2 separate regions of the Mus musculus genome follow, and region 1 is linked to region 2. A link is a contact called in public HiChIP or PLAC-seq data. All regions are on one chromosome and are shown on one strand. Each heading gives the region's core, a stretch centred on a gene start, on an enhancer-like site or on the middle of the called end of the contact. The rest is flanking DNA. Distances are from core to core; before and after follow the strand shown. Region 1 has its middle 220 kb from the start of Gm36865. Region 2 has its middle 96 kb from the start of Gm39035.

Region 1 (6,693 bases), core at 95-2,594, 210 kb before region 2:
GAAAAACTGCTCCAAGATTTCAGAACCCTAGAAGTCAAGTAAGAGAATGCTTGTTTTATTGTATGTGAGTATTTGTGGGGTCATTTTAAAATCACAAGAGAATTTATTTACTAGTACATTTTTGTGAACAACATTCAAGGGGGCAGCAAAGAAGAGCACACCCTTTCCTCTTCTTGGATTGGCACTGTAACTGTTTTGTTGTTAATGGGCTAGACACCTAGGTGGTAATTCCTATTTGAAGTCTAACACCTGGCCTTTTTCTCCAACACAAAGAACCTCTCAGTTGCTACCAAGAGAAAGTAATGATCTCATGTCTTAGAGTATTTGAGCTAATTAGCAGTGTGGTGAAGTGTGGCATGCCCAGCATAAACGATTTGGACTCAGTCTTCTAACACATTCTCTTAAAGAAATAAAGTGACGCCAACAAGCAAACATTAAACTACAGGATACCAGGCCCCAAAAAGGCCACTTATTTTTTAACTTTATTTTGATTCTTTATTATTAAAGTCCTAAAATTTCTGATTGTGTTGACTGAATGTAACTTCATTTGGTCTCTACAAAATTAGATCATGAAGGAAAAAGAAATACATGAAACTACCAGAAAAGATCTCATCCAATGCACTTCTCAGAAATCCCAGAGGAACTGGATAATCTTCTGTATTTAAATATACCTCATGAAATATTAGATGTAGATAATTAAGAAGCCATAACTTAAATGTTTCACATATACACACATCTATTAGCACATATATTAATTTTTCAGTACTTTATCCTGGCTTGTTGCCATACATTTCTAGATCATCAACTGCTAACTGGTCATCACTTAATATCTGGGAGGGGGAGGGCAGGAAAATCAAAGTGGGAGCCACTACAAAGGGCATGGCAGAACTTCCTCTTCACTAAACATCTGGAAGACAATGAGAGAGAGAGGAAGAGAGAGAGAGAGAGAGAGAGAGAGAGAGAGAGAGAGAGAATAACACAGACAAAGGAACATGTATGTATACATACATGTTTGTATACATGTATGTAATACATGTATGTATACATATATGTATACAAAACCAAAGATCTATCTTAATTTTAATTTGATGTACTTTTATATGTTTATATGTTGTTGTAAATGCACACATCCATGTGTGTGTGTGTGTGCATGTGTGTATGTATGTGTGTATGTTGCGCACATGCAAACATGTGCAGGTGCCTGAGGAAGCTAGAGAGGGCACCTGAAGCTATGGTTACAAGAAACTGTGAGCTGCCCAATGAGGGTGTTGGGAACTGAAGTTGGGGCCTTTGGAAAAGTAGCAAACATTTCTTTTTAACTGCTGAGTCATCTCTTAGGCCACATGATGCAAATATTTTAAACCATAAGGAGTTGATTACCTTAAAGAGAAAGACTATGAAGCCAGAGTGAGAGACTTGAAACAGGAAACAGAACATTAAGCTTAAGAATATGAAATATGAACTGACAATCTTCAGGAAAAAGCTCATGAAGTAACGACATCATCACTAAAACCAAGACGAAGGGAAAGGACATAAGAATCTCAGAAGAAGTCATTATGAAGACACTGGGGTCAGAAATGAGAAATCAAATACAAAAAGAAAAGTGTTTAAAATGTTTAGAAAGTGTTAGATTAACTGTATAACATCTACAAAACTATTCAATGTTTCTGATATTGCTTGAGGAAGAACAGAACAAGCTATTAATAGAACAAGTATTTTTTTAGTATCTATTTTCATGTTTATGAGTGTTTGCCTAAATGTGTCTGTGTACCACATGGATGCAGGACCCAAGGAAACTAGAAGAGGGTGTCAGATGCTTGGAACTAGAGTTACAGACAGTTTTGAGTCATCATGAAGACTCTGGGATTTGAACCCAGGTCCCCTGAAAGAGCATCCTCTTAACAACTGACCATCTCTCCACCCCCTGATAAAAAATATTAACCATAAACATTTTCTACCACAATAAAAAAACAAGCACTCAAACCATGACCCCGAATAGGAAAGGCTATGAAATGTGTCAGGTGATAGCTAATGAAATGGAAGCTTCAGAGTCTGCTTTAATTTCCAGTGACAATAGTGGTCTCAATAAAACACAAGATTGGGTGAACAAACAAGGCAAGAGATGGAAAAAAATGAGAGCAGGAATTGGAGATGAATGTGTTCTGGGGTCTACAGGTATTGCAGGGGGAAATGGGCAGTAGATACAAGATAAAACATTGTACTCATGCCTGAAAGAGTAAATAAACATTTTTAAAAAGATTAAGTAACCTGCAAGGGAAAATAAACACAAGGTGTTTATTTGGTTTTTCCTATCCAGCCCCTTGAGAAGGGAAAATCCTATAGGACCCTTGACGAGTATGTAAGCCAACAATTTCTCAAGCTATGATTGCATTTGTACAGTTCACAGAAAGTGTGTCTGTGTGTGTGTGTGTGTGTGTGTTCTCTCTCTCTCTCTCTCTCTCTCTCTATCTATCTATCTATCTATCTTTCCCTCCTTCTCTCCCTCCCTCTCTTCCTCCCTCCCTCCTTCTCTCCCTCCCTCCCTCCCTTCCTCCCTTCCTCCCTCTCTTCCTCCCTCTCTTCCTCCCTCTCTTCCTCCCTCCCTCCCTCCTTCTCTCCCTCCCTCCCTCCCTCCCTCCCTCTGTGTGGTGTTGCTTTGTAGTGTGGTTGTGTGAGTCAGTCTCTATGTCCTATTCATGCACATGAGTGTGTAGCCATAGGGAGACCTGAGGTTGACATGGGATGTCTTCACTCAATTACTCTGCCCTATTACCTTTTGAGACAGGGCATCTCACTAAACATGAAGATCATTGATTCGGAGGCTGGGCAGAAAGTTATTTGTCTGGGCCACTCTAGTGCTGTAGATACAGAAGCCACCCAAGGCTTTACACATGAGTTCTAGAGAATCCTAGAACTCCTAGAAATCCTAGAACTTGGGTCCTTATCTTATGCTTTCCAGGGAAGCATTTTGCCTATGGAGCCATATCCTCAGGCACACAGACAATTTTGAGCATAAAAAGTATCTCAGAAAATGTTCCTTTTTTCATGAAAATGATAAAAAATTAATTTGAATGATCCAATAAAAGGCTGAAGAAAAGCCGGGTGTGGTGGCGCATGCCTTTAATACCAGCACTCAGGAGGCAGAGGCAGGCGGATTTCTGAGTTCAAGGCCAGCCTGGTCTACAAAGTGAGTTCCAGGACAGCCAGGGCTATACAGAGAAACCCTGTCTCGGGGACAAAAAAAAAAAAAAGGCTGAAAAAAGAGAGTAAAGACTTGGAAGTAGCTAACCCACTGGATTTTATGACCAGGAAAGAGGAATATGCCTAGTGAAAGAATAGAATGTGTCTACATCCTTGATTATGTCAAAGGCTTGACAGAAACTAGAACACAGTGAGTTCACCCCTGCATCAACAGTCATTACAGTGTGACACATCCTGTCTTCATCACTGACAGAGAGTGTCAGGGAAGCCAAGATGTGAATGGAGCACAAATGAAGGAACTATTATCCCTAAAATCACAGAGACCGACAAGAAGGCATTGCTGCTCACAGCTAGCAACTACTTGTTATTATCTAGAGAAACAGAAGCACTATCGAGTTGATGTTATCTTCTTCTGCTATTCTAAAGTAGACAAATGTAAGCAAAAATGTACCACACCTACAAACCCTGGCTGTGGTCATATGTACCTCGTATTCCAACAGTGGAGTGGCTAGAAGGAAACTCCAGGTCTGCATTTAGTACACAGTAGGACTGAGGCCAGCTTGTCAGAAAAAGAAGGAGGAGCAGAAGAAAAGAAGAAAGAAAAAGGAAGAGGAGGAAGGAGGGGGAGGAGGAGGAAGGAGAAGTAAGAAGGATGGAAGAGAAAAAGAAGTGTAAGAGGAAGGAGTATGGGTAGGAAAAGGAAGAGGAGGCAGAAGGAGGGGGAGCTAGGAGGATGAGGAAGAAGAATGAGGAGGAAGAAGGAGGAGGAAGAGGAAGAAGGGAGAAGAAGAGGAAGAAGAAGTAAGAAGAAGGGGAGTAAAAAGAAGTGGAAGAGGAAGGAGGAATAGGAGGAGGAAGAAAAGGGAGAAAGGAGAAGGAGGAAATGTGGAAGGAAGAAAGAGAAGGGGAAGAAAGGAGAAAGAAATATGAAAGGAAGGAAAAAAAAACTCAAACAACTTAATAAATGAATATAGTTGTCTACTTTACAAAGCAACTTTAAAAAGTTGCTATCTGTGAGCAGATCTGGTTGAAGTTTTATTGAAGACTATTCAATAAGAAAGACGTGTTTGCCCATGAGTCATATAAAATAGTAGCTGTACATTAAGTCACAAGTACACCACTGTAAATCACAACCGACAAAAGATCAGCATTATGTCATGGCATGTCAATAAAACCTTCTCACTAACAATAGGAGACAAATTCTCTACCTGGGTGGATACTAATAAATTATTTCTTCATATGAGCTTGGTACTAAAACACATGCTACATAACCTTAAGTTACCTAAAAAATGATGACCATCTAACCAGTGCATGGAAAGTGACTGAGATGTGGAGCTCATGCAGCCTGGGAGTCTCATGCCAGATGCTACAGCTTCCCATTCAAATCAAGAAGGATGGAAAGGACAACATGGGCTTGTCTCAGACCATCAGTGACACAGTAAGGAATTAAGATGTTAGATATCAGCCACTCAGGGAAATAGAGGGTATGCCCTGAGTAAGCTGGGATTCTGATGTCGATCACTAAACAACCAATAGAAAAACAGCACAGATGAAGAAAAAGTGCAGAGGAGGGGGTGAAGGTGCACAGGAATTAAAAACAAAATCAAACATCGTGCTGCACTACAGAAGCCAGTGGGCTTGCAATGAAACAGATCCTTTAGGTAAAATCCCCAAGATTTGCTGTAGGAAGGACCACACACATGTGAAGTCTATATCCTCAGAAGGAACATGGAGAGGGGCATGGAGGGAAAGCCATGCCAGTCTTTAAAGGGAAGGTAGTTGTGCTGCTATTCAACAGCACAGATGAGGATGTCTGTTTCCAAGAATTTCTCATGAACAAATAATTCATTTTTACCAAAACCTGATAAAAGTTATGCACATAAAGAGTGACAGATTCTATCTTAAAAAATACATACATTTTTGTGTGTATGTGTGTTTGTGTTTGTGTTTGTGTTTGTGTTTGTGTTTGTGAGAGAGAGAGAGAGAGAGAGAGAGAGAGAGAGAGAGCTCACATAAGTGTTGAGGTTGGTTATGTGCACTGTGTATTATTCAGGTGCTGAGTTCTGTACCACAAGCTCAGGTTGCAATCTGGACATGGGCATTGTATTGACTAATGTGCTGTAAGGAATGCTCCCCAATGATCCCTGATTGGTAAATAAGATGCTAGAACCTGTGACTGGGCAGGCAAGAGAGGAAGGCGGAGCTTAGGATCAAGTGAAGGGATCTCATGTATGGACCACAAAGGGAGAGAAGGATAAAGGAAAGGAGAAGAAGGAGGCTACCACGAGGCATGATGCGCCATGAGCACATGGCCAAGAGAAGCTCTCCCTGAGGACACACATGGAACAGAGAAAGACTCAACTGGCAAGTTATGGGGCATTTATCTGGTTATTAAGAGACTCGTCAGGTTAGAATAGCTCAGAGCCTGCCCAATATAGAGTCAGCAGCTTGTTAATAAATCTGATGTCTCTATGCCATTTACTCAGGAGCTAAACAGTCTGGAGTACAGCAGAAATCCCTCATAAAAATACTACAACACATAAGCACCACACCACATGACAACCTGTGTGACTTGGGTCTTTCTTATCAGGGATTGAGCTCAGATACTCAGGCAGATTTGGCAGAAAGAGCCTTTACCCATTGTACTAACCTGTCTGCCCAGAATCTGCTTAATGACTACCACAGATGTAAAACATATTATAGAACATATTAAAATATATATAATATTAGCATAATTTATTAACACAAATATTCTAGGATTGCATTTAAATAATAATAATAAAATAAAAAATTTTAGGAATGCAAGGAAAATATAATATAAAAAATACTAACATGCAATTAGTTCCAAACTTTTCTTCAGGAATGACAACCATTGTTCCAAGCACTGTCATGTATAAGCTTATTTTTATTCTCTTCTATGTGGGAAAGAATACACAGAAAGCTGAAGTTATGTGGCAAATGTCCCACAGTCATTGTTGGAGCTAGAATTCAATCCCTAGTATTTTGGCTCTGGAGAGCATAACCAAACTAGTTTTTAAAATGTATTCATTACCTAAATAAACTAACAGTTAATGTTGTGGTTGTTACCGATTTCCTGGTGCATATGTCATAAAGAGCACACATATGAATTATCACATCACTAAAGGATGGGGGCTGGTTTTGTTCCTACTTTCTTTGAGAAGGCATCTGTCTTTCCATTGTAGTCATTTGTGCAAAATGTGGAAACTTGGTTGGGCCTACACGTTTTCAGTAAGCTGTGACATTCAGAAGGGTAGAATGAGGTGGCATGTCCTTCTCTGGTTGTGACTTTTGCCATGCACAGTGAGACACAAGAGTTCACAGAAAAGTAAACCCATAATACCCAAGGTGTGCCCAGGAGGCCTGCCTCCCCGTGACAAAGGTCTTCATGTTTCTGTAAGGATCCTGATACTCCACACTCCTTAGAACTCAGTTACTAAATTTGTAAAAAATAATAATTATTCTGTTCAGGAT
Region 2 (6,083 bases), core at 3,066-5,565:
AGTTCCCAGCACCCACCTGATAGTTTACTATAATTTAGGGTACATGCATATGCACAGGCAATCATACACATAAGAATACTTTTTAAAAACTTTAAAGGAGCTGTAGAAGTGCCTCCATGATTAAAAGCACTTGCTGGCTTTGCAGAGGACTGGGGCCACTCTGCAGTACCTGCATGGCAGTTCACAGCCTCCTGTAACTGCAGTTAGAGGAGTTCTGACAACCTCTTCTGGCCTCTGTGTGTACCAGGCATACATGTGGTGCACATGCATAAGTGCAAGTGAAATACACTCACACAAATTATAAATACATACATACATACATACATACATACATACATACATACATACATACATATTTAAAATACAATCTACTATATGATCTAGCCATGAATCCCACCTATTTTATAGCCATCCTCTTCTTGTTTTCAGTTTATTTTCATTTTGTCATTTTCTCCCCCACTGACTTATCTTCTAATTATTTTCATGTGAAAATTAGTGGTTACAGCATGCACTGCTGACTCACAATTATAATCTAATATAGAATGAGAATTATGCTCACTTACTGAACAATTTAAGTGACTATAATCAATGGAACAAAGAGACAATGTTTTCAGTGTTGATGAGGAAAGATGGTAAATTTCATTGACACTGGAAAATGAAAGAAACAAAAAGTGATGAGAAGAAATGTGATCAGGATGGTGCCTTAATGGTGTATGGCAGATTCTCTACTGTTTACAAACTTAGTAATTTAACCTGAGGCAATGAAGCGAGAAACAGAAGCTTAGTTGTGTTACATTAATGTAAGGGCAGCCAACAGAGGAGTAGAAATTGATGTGCATTTGTCTTTTGTTGCTGTAATCTAAGATGCTTTTTATATATGGTGAACCCTGTATTATGAGTCAGAATGGATAGGAAAGACTTCCCAAAACAAAAAAATATGAAAATTTTTGTACAATATTGAAGCAGGTCTATATTTTAAGTTCAGTCAATAGATTCACCATTGTGATATTTTATTTAAGGAACTAATATCCAGAGAACACAGGGCTATATTATTTGTCTTCTGTTTCCAGGGCTGAGGCAGGGGAATGGTCATCATATAGATTTGTAACAAATTAATACAAGGTAACTTGAAGCTACATGTGGGAGCGTTTTAAATTTTGTTTATTTATTATTTATTCATTATTGAATCATTTTGTAGAGCTCAGGCTTAACATCATAGCCTTGCATATGCTAGCCAAGTACTTTACCACAGAGGAAAATAACCAGCCACCAGATATTTGAAACAGGGACTTGCTGTACAGTTTAGGCTGGCCTTAAGTATGATTCTTCTGTCTCAGCATCCTGTGTGTGAAGATTACATGTGTGAGGCATCATGCCCAGTGAGCAGTTTAAAATGAGATGTTTAACCTCCAATCTCATCTTTCAGCTATATTAATGAATTGCTATCTCTACCATATGTCCCTTTTTATTTAGATGAAAAATACCTACTAAATTGAAACCTAAAGATACATCTTTTAAATTTTATTCAGTTTGTTTTTATAATTCAAACTAAACTATTTAAGACATACAAGAGACTAGTGAATGATAAGGAATAAGAAATATTGAAACATGCCAGTAAGCAAACATTTGAATTAAATGTTTAAAAACCAAATAAATAGAAGAACAAAGGCATTTATTTTTATTGCTATGTGAGGATAGAAAATAAAAGTTATTTATGCTGACAAAGGACATATATAATACAAATACACTGAACATTGATTTTAATGTATAAAGTGATAAAAATGTGACTGGAACAAAGTTGGCAGCATGAATAAAAGGAGAAACATTTAATAGTGGAATAGCCACAGCAGATCTTAATAATGCATATACATATATGTGTAGAATACAAATATATTATATATATTAACTATTTATATACTACATAAGAAAATAAAAAGATAAATGAACTAAATAGCCTACTCTGTAACAAAAAGAGAAAGAAATAGATATAGGGAAGGAATAAGAGGATTTGTAGGAAGGATCAGCATGCAATAATAAATTCAATTTCTTCCAGGAAGGGTTAAAATGAATTCCAGAGGTGGTTCTGTCTTTAGGACCAGATCAGTCACTAATAAACGTAACTTTGGAAAGACAGCTATGACAGAGATGAACTCTATACTCTGTGTATTCAGCAGCGCTCAAGGGGAAAAAAAGTAGGAAACAAAACTGAGCAACTGAAAGTAAATACAGATGATGTGGATAGATTTTAGATCACGTATGCAGATATTACAATTGATTGAGGAAGAGACAGAGGAGGCCGGAGAGATGGCTCAGAGGGTAAGACCATAAACTGTTCTTACAGGAGACTCAAGTTCAGTTCCAAGGGTCCATGTCAAGGGACTTCGAATTACCTGTAATTCTAGTTCCAGGGGAAACTTTGGGTACTGCACTCATGTGGACATTATCCACCAACACACACACACGCACACCCACACGCACACATAAATGAAAACTAAACAAAATTTTGATTAGAGAAGAAATGGAAATCTAAGTAGGTTTTCTCTATCCTGATACTACAAATTTAATTTGTGTGTGAGAAATATTTGCGTATAAAACAAAACACAATCAAACTAAAATTATGCACGCCCATATTCCTGACATTCTGATCTAATATTCATCTTGAGCATGAGAAACATCTAAGACATCCAAAGGGATTATAGTATACCCCCAAATGGAGCTTGTTTCTACGGGAAAATCACTTAGAAAAGTACTACCCTAAAAAGCACTGCTCCAATGATACAAATCTCTTCTACATGACCAAATTAAAAACCAGACTGATACTTCTTAAGTATTTCAGATTAAAACAGAAAAGCACCTGAAAGCAAGTTTGTAAGACCAGCTTGCTGAGGAAGCCAAACCTTAGATGTCTGCACATGAGGTGAAGAAAACAGAAGCTTGAGTCAGTCTCCTTCCTGCAAAGCAGAGCTGAGTAGACCATCTCAAGAAAGGATGGCGAGAAGCCTGCACAAAGGCGCAGGGTCCACCCTGAGGAGGAAATGCAGTAAAATAACTCACCACATTTAGACTTGTAAAAAGTCAGAAAACTCATCAGCTTTCCTGCTGGTGTTTTGATGTCTGTTAGTAATGTAAAAGAAAGTATTTTTATTTCAATGAATACATCAGAATACATCTTCAGTTTGTTTAAAATATCACATATAGCCAGGATGATAATCTTAACATCTGAGATACTGAAGAAGAGAGCAATCGTGAGCTCAAGACCAGTCTATGCTACACAGTGAATCCCAGGTATCCACAAAAACATCTGAAGAACATAAACCTAAATATGATTCTTGAAGAGAATACCTCAAGGAATTTTGCCTTAATTAACTTTCTGATTAAGTTAGTCACGGCAGCTCACCCCTGTAATGCCAGCCTTTGGGGAAGGAAGGAAGGAAGGAAGGAAGGGAGGGAGGGAGGGAGGGAGGGAGGGAGGGAGGAAGACTGCTGTGATTTCAAGACCAGCATGGGCTATATAATGAATGCCATTATAGCCATGGCTGCTGAGTAGAACACGGTTCCAAACAAAACAGAGACTCAGTGGCACTGGAGAAATGGCTCAGTGGTAAAGAGCACTTAACTGGTTTCCAGAATTCCAGAATACTGTTTTCCAGAGTTCAGTTCCTGGCATCTACACCAGGTGCCTCACAACTACCTGCAATGTCAGCTTCACTCACATGAGTATACCCAAACACAGATGAACAAAACTAAAATAAATCTTAAAAAAAAAAAACAATTAATGTGTGGATTACCAAACCCACCCTTAAGTTTATTTATGAAAAAAAGGGGTTCCATTAAAGATAAGAACAAGATTAGAATGCTAAGTGACAGTACTGGTAAATGGTGGGGATATCCTCTGAATACACCTTTGGTCTATTGATGATCTTCCAAGAAGAATACAATCAGGATCATAATGAATTTATCAAATGATGTCTAGGGCTGAAAGAGTAGATTGCAAGTTAGTGTTACTAACCTTTTAAAAAGAGGCTGTGGATGCTCATGTTGTACATTTATCCCGTGTCCTTATGTTTTAAGTTGTACAGCAGAAATACACAAAAGTCTGACCATGGTGGGTGGCAGGGTGGCTTTATAGGAAGATAACTTTAAAGTTTATGGAGTGTTTATATGGTGTTAGAGGTTACCCTCCTTCTGCCCCAAAGTGACATGTGTCATTTTCAAAATCACGAAAAAAATAAATGATACATTTCCAGTATAGACAAAATTGCATGAGTCACATGGAGATATTATGCCAATTATTCATGAAAATATTTCAGCGACAGGAGTAGAAGCAAGATTGTTCTGCTACTGAAGCCAAGACAAATAATCTAAGGAGTTGCTCTGAAGTTAGTTTAAAATTCCTACCGTCGCTGCTTCTTGTGGGGACTGCAGTGATAAAAGAATACTCCTATACAAACCTGTGGAGATTATCCCAATATAATTTTCACAACAGAAAATTCAAGGTATGGTGTTGCAGTTTGGACCCCAGTCATCCTCTTCTGGTTTCTTCCAGCCTTTCTGACCTGGAAACCCAGGAAATATTAATTGCCAGGCAAATATTAAATTGTTTTTTAGAGTTGTGCTTTGTTTGTCTTGCTGTGCACTATTTGAGATAGTTGCCAATATTGAAATATTGGGATCCTCCATCAAGAGATTGGGGGTCTTCTTAAAAACACAGACTTTGTTAGGGTTGAATCCCTGCTCTCCAAAGGGGAGTTTGGCCCATTTGCTTTACAAAACTGACACCAACCCCTGTCTTTTCTCTCCCTCTCCTATTGGCCAACGTCCCAGGGAATGGGTTTTGCCACACTTTGATGGTGTGTCCCACAAATACAGCCCCAAAGACACACATCCCTTCAATGCCTTCAATTGTTGTCACTTTGAGTCGCTAAAAATTGAGAAGAATGCTTTGTGCCATTCTACCTGTCTATCAGCAATTTTCATTTGCGGGAAAGCAAGTCTAAATCATGTCTGAGCACACTTGATGTACCCATGAATCGGGAGGTATAGATCTTTCTGAGACACCAAAGACCTCATAGGGTCTCTTCAGGAGTCGCCATTAGAAAACTGAGATAATAAAGTCTGTTAAAATTAACCAAAGTCTAAAGGCTCCCCTGTTGTAGAAATACAATGGTGTTCCTCCTATAAAACAATATGAACTAACCAGTACCCCCAGAGTTCATGTCTCTAGTTTCATATGTAGCAGAGGATGGCCTAGTGGGCCATCAATGGGAGGAGAGGCCCTTGGTCTTGCGAAGATTTTTATACCCCAGTATAGGGGAATGAGAGGGCCAGGAAGTGGGATTGGGTGGGTTGGGAAGCAGGGGGAGGGGTGAGGGTATAGAGAATTTTCAGAGAGGAAACTAGGAAAGGGTGTAGCATTTGAAATGTAAAGGAAGAAAACATCTAATAATAATTATAATAATATCTATTACCAAAAAAATAAGAGAGAAAAAAATTATCATGGTGGCCAGCTAAACACTGTACAATGCTCCCACCCTGTGGCCAAATCATGAAGCAGCTCCTTTATCATTACATGAAGTCATCATGCCATCTTCTGGGAAATTCTGGGACTGCATGACATGCTATGGAAACATTCAAAAGCCCCAAATCTAAATACTTATAAATATTCACACCAAATTGTGTGCATGACTGTAAACTGTGGCTTACTAATTGTGGATAGCTGTGGAATCACCTGGCTAATGCCTAGAATCTTGGTTCTAGGAGATAATGCAGATGTTTACACCAGGAAGTTGAGGAACAATTATGTTGGGGGAGAAGAGACTGAGAAAGTCCCCAATTCAGATGGTTTGGGTTGGCGATTCCCAAATGTTTCCTGTTGGTCCCATCAAAACTAGATAATTCTGGACAGTGGTGGCACATGCCTTTAATCCCAGCATCTGGGAGGCAGAGGCGTGTGGATTTCTGAGTTTGAGGGCAACCTGGCTTACAGAAGGAGTTCCAGGACAGCCAGGCCTATACAGACAAACCCTGTCCTCCCCCCCCCCCCACACACACACAAAAACAAAACAAAACAAAAACAAAAACAA

The links. HiChIP or PLAC-seq counts read pairs in DNA pulled down with a chosen protein or histone mark.
Region 1: an H3K27ac HiChIP or PLAC-seq map of the NIH/3T3 cell line shows a contact between it and region 2, with 5 times the contacts expected there. The contact joins two enhancer-like sites. A contact is called at or near these places in 1 of 15 datasets of contacts at CTCF or cohesin (the NIH/3T3 cell line) and 1 of 115 datasets of contacts at active chromatin or transcription factors (the NIH/3T3 cell line).

The regions. Positions count from the first base shown.
Region 1 is chr7:72,604,637-72,611,329 of GRCm38.p6, reverse strand. No RefSeq gene overlaps it. Among named protein-coding and RNA genes, the nearest start is that of Gm36865, 220 kb to the left of the region's middle. Within about 2 kb of position 1,344, at least 5 of the 459 cell types and tissues checked have an H3K27ac peak or open chromatin away from gene starts, as enhancers often do. A contact at or near this core is called in the NIH/3T3 cell line, where this site is marked.
Region 2 is chr7:72,399,728-72,405,810 of GRCm38.p6, reverse strand. No RefSeq gene overlaps it. Among named protein-coding and RNA genes, the nearest start is that of Gm39035, 96 kb to the right of the region's middle. Within about 2 kb of position 4,315, at least 4 of the 459 cell types and tissues checked have an H3K27ac peak or open chromatin away from gene starts, as enhancers often do. A contact at or near this core is called in the NIH/3T3 cell line, where this site is marked.